2 separate regions of the Mus musculus genome follow, and region 1 is linked to region 2. The links are chromatin contacts, called in public promoter capture Hi-C maps. All regions are on one chromosome and are shown on one strand. The core of a region is the stretch at or near the end of the contact, and the rest is flanking DNA. Distances in the headings are between cores, read along the strand shown.

Region 1 (2,816 bases), core at 154-2,653, 240 kb before region 2:
CAGTCTCAAACCCTGGATTCGGCAAAGGCCGACATACATCACACAGAAAACGTATGAGGTGTTTCAGTGTTCTTTATCCCACCCTCCCCACAAAGTTTGGGAGGTATTCAGAATTCCAACCTAAGTGTCCGATGTCCCAGAGTCACTGCCCCTAAGTAATATTTGTGACCTCGGGCAAGAGCACTGAATTCTCTGTGTCATTGTATCTATATGAGGAAGGCCAGATGGCTGGACTCTGTTCATTCTTTCGGCATTTCATAGACGCCTGTCATTCTAAGCCCCCATACACACAACAGGCCACAAGACTGATGGTCTCTATATCATGCCTGAGCTGACTTACACATAAGGCAACCAGCGCTGTGCAGTTCTCCACACTTACACAGCTCAGAGGCAGCAGGGATTGACTACACTTCCACCATTCTCCACTCCATTCACGGTGCTTTCAAACACATGGCTGGGGTGGGGGACATGTAAGAAAATGAGTTGTGGCATGGTCCCCATTCTCTTTGCTGGTTTTCTAGACCCACAGAAGCCACCTCTGACTGGCCACAGAAGCTAAAGACTACAGGAAGGTTTTCATTCACCCTCTTGTACACTTGACCCCCAGGGGGTGACAAGAAGGAGGAGGGAAGGGGAAAGAGGGGGTGACTAGGAGGAGAGGAGGCACAGCCAAATGGTTTGGTTCCATCTGATTTTCTTTCATTCAAATGGATTCATTAATATTGAGAGAGCCATCAGATGCTTTGACCAAAATTCTCAACACCTCCAAAATCTGAGGGGACAGGAGGAAGAGGGAAGAGAGTGAATAGACAAAAATTATCAAAATGCCTGCATCTGTGGCTCATATATTTTCTGTGTCATGTGTGTTGGCCGTTGCCGAATTCAGAGTTTGAAGTTAGCAGACCACTGAAATGCTCCACAGAGAGAAGTGCCTGCTTTGAATTCCAGGTTCAGTTCAGCTCCTAGAATCCACGGTGGAAGAAAAGAACTAACACTCAAATGTTGCTCTCTGATATCTATATGCGAGAGGCATACCACACATACACACACACACACACACACACACACACACACACAGTTGGGAGCATGTCATAGTCACTGTTCTATTGCTGTGAAGAGACACCATGACCATGGAAACTCTTACAAAGGAAAACATTTAATAGGGCTGGATTACAAGTTCAGACTAGCCCTTTATTGTCATGGCGAGAAGCACGGCAGGATACAGACAGGCATGATGCTGGAGAAAGAGACAGGAATTCTACTTCTGGATCAGCAAGCTGCAGGAAGACAGAGACATTAGGCCTGGCTTAGCATTCGAAACCCCAAAGCCCACCCTCAGTGACACACTTCCTCCAGAGAGGCCACACCTCCTAATAGAGCCACTCCCTGGTGACCAAGCATTTAAATCTGGCCTATGGGAGTCATTCCTATTCAAGTCACCACAGATGGTAAGAAGAATGTCTGTCACATAGGAGAAAAACTGTCTCCCACTTTGGAGAGGCCCTCTCATCTGGTCTTATGGAGGCCAGGGAAGCAGTCAGGATCTTTGCTTTTCAGGCCTCTCCCACTAGATTGACTGTGAGGGACTGACTCATTCTGAGAATGGATGGGTTTGATCTGAACCTCTGTGTAGCTGCTATGCCCTGAAACTGCTGTACTGAAGCTGACATGAAGTAGAAGAACCTAGATGTGGAATATGCACCAGGCAAAAATGCAGGAGGGCCCTGAACAGGAAGAGGACCAGACAGAATGCAGATTCATACTTACGGCTTTTGCAGGGTGACTATCCATTCCCCATTCTCCTGGACTTCCGTCTGAAAAGGGAGTAAGCTTTGTGTTGTCAACAGATAAATGAACAAAGGAATGAGGTGATAGATTATTCATGGTCTACAAATGTTTACTATTTAGACAACCCTTTTCATATTATAATAATCTGTTCTAGATTTAGCTTTCAGATCCAGCACTGAGACAGAACCCTTTGGCCATGTGCAGAACTTAACAAAGGATAAATGTACAGGAGACAGAGACAAAATCGGCTGACATACTCAGGAGCAAAGAGAGCCCCGATCGTGGTGTGTTTAATCTAAAGCCACCTTCAGTTCCTTGAGATCCTGATACACATTTTTCTGTTCAAATCCTTCCTCACAAAGATGTCATTTTAAAAATGGTTTTTAGGTTCACAGGAAAGCCAAGAGGGAAGTTAAGATATTTTCTATAGAGTCCCTGTCCAATGGCTGTCAGAGCCTCATTGTTACCAGCAGGCTCCACTAGAGCCTGTGTTGGTGTAATCGGAGAACCCACATTTACTCACTGGGATGACTCTTGGCACTGGGCAGGCTGTATGTCCCCATTGTGGTGTGATGAGTGGTACTATAGTCCTCTCTCTCCCAGTTCTGTTTTCTACCGTTCCAGTTACCTGAGATCAACGGCACAGTTGTGACCCAGTGAACCTCCTTCCTGTACATAATCTGAGAGCTGATCAATACCCAATACCACATTGCGAATTGATTGGCTGGATGGTCAGGGACTTGGGAAAATCGTGATTGGAAAAATCAGTGAGAAAGACTTCTGGGGAAGAAGTATGTGGATAGATGTCTCCAAACCAGCAAAGGATGTGAAGATATTTGTGTCCCAGGTAAGTGCTCATCAAAAGGTGACTTTAGCCAAGAAGGAGTTCAGTAATCAAGTGGATAAGATGACCTGTTCTGTGGACAGTCAGCATCCTTCTCCAGTCACCTCTGTCATTGCTCAATGGAAACATGAATAAACTGGCCATGGTGGCCAAGATAAGGGTTATGCTTGGGCTCAATAACACG
Region 2 (2,980 bases), core at 59-2,558:
ACTCATCTCCTTGAGACCCAAGGAATCGGGGCTCTTCCATCACTCAACGCGTCCCAGCTTTGCCTTTCTGGATGCACCCACTTTGCAATACAGCACACAGGGCAGAAGTGTCCTGAGATACAGAGGCCCGTTCCATGTGGGCAACTGACTCCTCCTAGGCTCTGTCATTTTCCTAGGAAGCTGGAATGTCATTTAGCTCAGCACCTTTGTCTTCTGTCCTCTGGTGGACAGAAGAATTATGTGTGGTCTTAAAAACATCTCTGATGTATGGAGAGATCGAGGCTAGACTTCTCCCTCTGCTCTGGGAAATGTGCTTTGCCTAATATAAGAATGTTCTTTTATTTCCCGTGTGTGCCTCTTATAAGTGTGAGGGCGGGGAAAGATACTGTCTACTTGAAGATATATTTATCCCCAACAAAATCCTTTTTTTCCCCTGCTTCCTTAGAAAGTTTTGGAAATGACAGAGCTCAAAAGAGGGCTCAGTCAGTAAAGTGCTGAGCATGTGAACAAGACTCTTGAATTCAGACCCTCAGCACGTATGTAAGATCTCAGCACGTATGTAAGATGCTGGGCACAGCAGCATGCATGCGTACTACTAATGTTTGGGAGGCAGAGTCTACAAGAGTACCCCTGGCCAGCTAGTCTTGCCTAATTAGCGAACTTCAGATTCAGTGGGAGGCCCTGTCTCAGGAAATAATGTAGAAGGTGAAGATTGAGGATACTGATATTGACCTTTGGCCTCCCCCCCCCCCACACACATGTGCATGCACACACAGGAAATAATGGGGCATCAAACACTCAGATTGCTACTCCCTGCCTTTGTGTTTCTTCTCGACAACAGACAGCTACCCTGTTAGAGGTGGACCTGGAGCCAGGAGGCAAGCTAATCTATCACAGTTGAGAGACATGCTGGCATAAGATAGGATGACATCTTTACATGGCAATCCTATGATTCTGGAATGTGGAAATGAGCATTTCAGGTGAATTATCTATTCAGAAGTGTGCTAGCATTTCCTGTTTCTTTCTCCTTTCTAGGCTAATTATCAGCATCTTATACTCAAATTCGGAAGACGTGTGCCTAAGACCATTTTAGGTATTCAGAAACCATCCACCAAATAGATGCCTCCAGTGCAACCTGGGGGGTTCGTTAGATTCATTAATTCATTGTAGTCAATAAACACTTTGAAGTCCTTTTATTAAAGGAGCCACCTAAATCCAAAGTAGCACTATAATCAGGTCTAATGAGGTCAATGCTTTAAAGAGAGGCCCTTTAAATCATATATAAAGCTCCTCTACCAATCATTGGTACAGGACAAAAGTAGACGAGGCAGGTGAGTGTAGGTTCTGGTGATTAAAAGCTTCCTTCTCGGTGGCAAAGGCACACACTGAAGTCTGCTCAGTTGAAGGAAGCCAGAGGCACAGCGAGCCACTGCCTGATGGAGTCTCCAGCTGTCACATCTATGCTATAGGAATGTTATAAAGACCATCTCTGTGTGAAATCTTAATCTACAGGTTGCCACCACTAAAGGCTTCTTCAGAGACTTCTCTGGGAGACTGCAAGAGAGGTGAGTGGTAGCTTTCCTTGCTTGCATCTTGAGAAACATAGACCATGCTTCAGAAAGGAAACCAAGGGAAGAGCCCATCTGGGAAGAGACAGAATACAACCACCCTCTGCTAAGAGGTGATGGTGGATTGAAATCTCCTGGGAGTCACACTGTCAGGGTGTGCTAAAGGCATGCATGCTTCAGGCTGCAGGGGTGCTGTTCAGGAGTCACACTGTGCATGCTAAAGCAGGCACACTAAGGCTAAAGGGGTGCTCAGGAGTCGCACTGTAGGAGGGTGCTAAGGGCAGGCATGCGTGAGGCTGTCGGGATGCTGTCAAGGAGCTGGGAGACAAACGTTATATTGGAAATGATTCTAAGTTTGTCAATGTGTTGTTTGAATGACAGGGACTTCCTGTTAAGAAACCTTCAAGTTTTAAAACTAATCTGTTTCTATTTCAAACCAGAACAGATCCCAAAGGATAAGAGTCACGGCCATGGTGCCCTCGGTGGTGTTCTGGGGACTTATTGCTCTCGTTGGTAAGTAGCGATTTTCCCTGATTCTCAGGGTATCTGCTTTCTAGCAGAGTCAGAAGGCATGATGACTACATGCAACAGAAGAGTGACCGGCTTGACTATTAACCAACTGCTTAGTTGTTTGCTTTGCTTTTGTGTGTGTGTGTGTGTGTGTGTGTAATGTGTATACATATGTGTACAGGTGTATGTATGTGTGTGTCTGTGGGCGCGCGCGCACCAGTGTGAGTGTGTATGCACAGGAGCAAGTACACACAGGGAGATGTCAGAATTGACATCATTCCTCCATCATTACTTCCCTATCCCTAAACAACTGCTCTTTTTTTTTTTTCCCCCAAGACAGGGTTTCTCTGTGTAGCCCTGACTATCCTGGAACTCACTCTATAGACCAGGCTGGCCTCAAACTCACTGATCTGCCTCTGCCTCCTGTGTGCTGGGATTAAAGGTGTGTGCCATCACTGCCCGATCCAACAGCTTGTTTTTAAGAGCATCTTCTGCTTGCTAAGAGCACAAAGGAGATGTTAGTGGGGATGTAAAATAATAAAATACTAATTAGTCTGTGTACTTTCTGACAGTGCACCCATTTGGCTGAATTTCTTTTAAAGAGGGTTATGGAACAGTGCAAGAGTCAAGATGAATGAAAAGAAAATTCTCGATGCCAGGTAGTGGGTGAGAGTCATTGGATGAGTTATATAGATGGGAAATCCATTAGTGTGGGAGTTTAGAAGGAAGAGTTCACATCCTTCTAGGAAGGTCAGACCTGAAAGGCTTTAGTGAGGGCATGAAATGAGGAGATGCAGCCAGGCAGTGGTGGCGCATGCCTTTAATCCCAGCACTTGGGAGGCAGAGGCAGGTGGATTTCTGAGTTCAAGGCCAGCCTGGTCTACAGAGTGAGTTTCAGGACA

The links. Promoter capture Hi-C pulls out the DNA fragments that hold promoters and counts their contacts.
Region 1: a promoter capture Hi-C map of trophoblast stem cells shows a contact between it and region 2, with 4 times the contacts expected there. The contact joins the enhancer-like site here to the promoter of Lyg2 in region 2. A contact is called at or near these places in 8 of 39 promoter capture datasets (HPC-7-derived erythroid cells, embryonic stem cells, hematopoietic stem and progenitor cells and 5 more), 3 of 484 Hi-C or Micro-C datasets (the BV-2 cell line, the G1E-ER4 cell line and ventral hippocampal neurons) and 1 of 9 other capture datasets (macrophages).

What each region holds. Positions count from the first base shown.
Region 1 is chr1:38,158,213-38,161,028 of GRCm38.p6, reverse strand. It overlaps Gm5099 (predicted gene 5099), which reads right to left. Exons shown (of 6, transcript NR_151587.1): 4 at 2,312-2,816; 5 at 1,768-1,814; 6 at 1,137-1,277. Among named protein-coding and RNA genes, the nearest start is that of Gm5099, 28 kb to the right of the region's middle. Within about 2 kb of position 1,403, at least 5 of the 459 cell types and tissues checked have an H3K27ac peak or open chromatin away from gene starts, as enhancers often do. A contact at or near this core is called in trophoblast stem cells, where this site is marked.
Region 2 is chr1:37,914,821-37,917,800 of GRCm38.p6, reverse strand. It overlaps Lyg2 (lysozyme G-like 2), which reads left to right and starts at 1,308. Exons shown (of 6, transcript NM_001033427.3): 1 at 1,308-1,565; 2 at 2,009-2,081. The coding sequence starts at 2,039.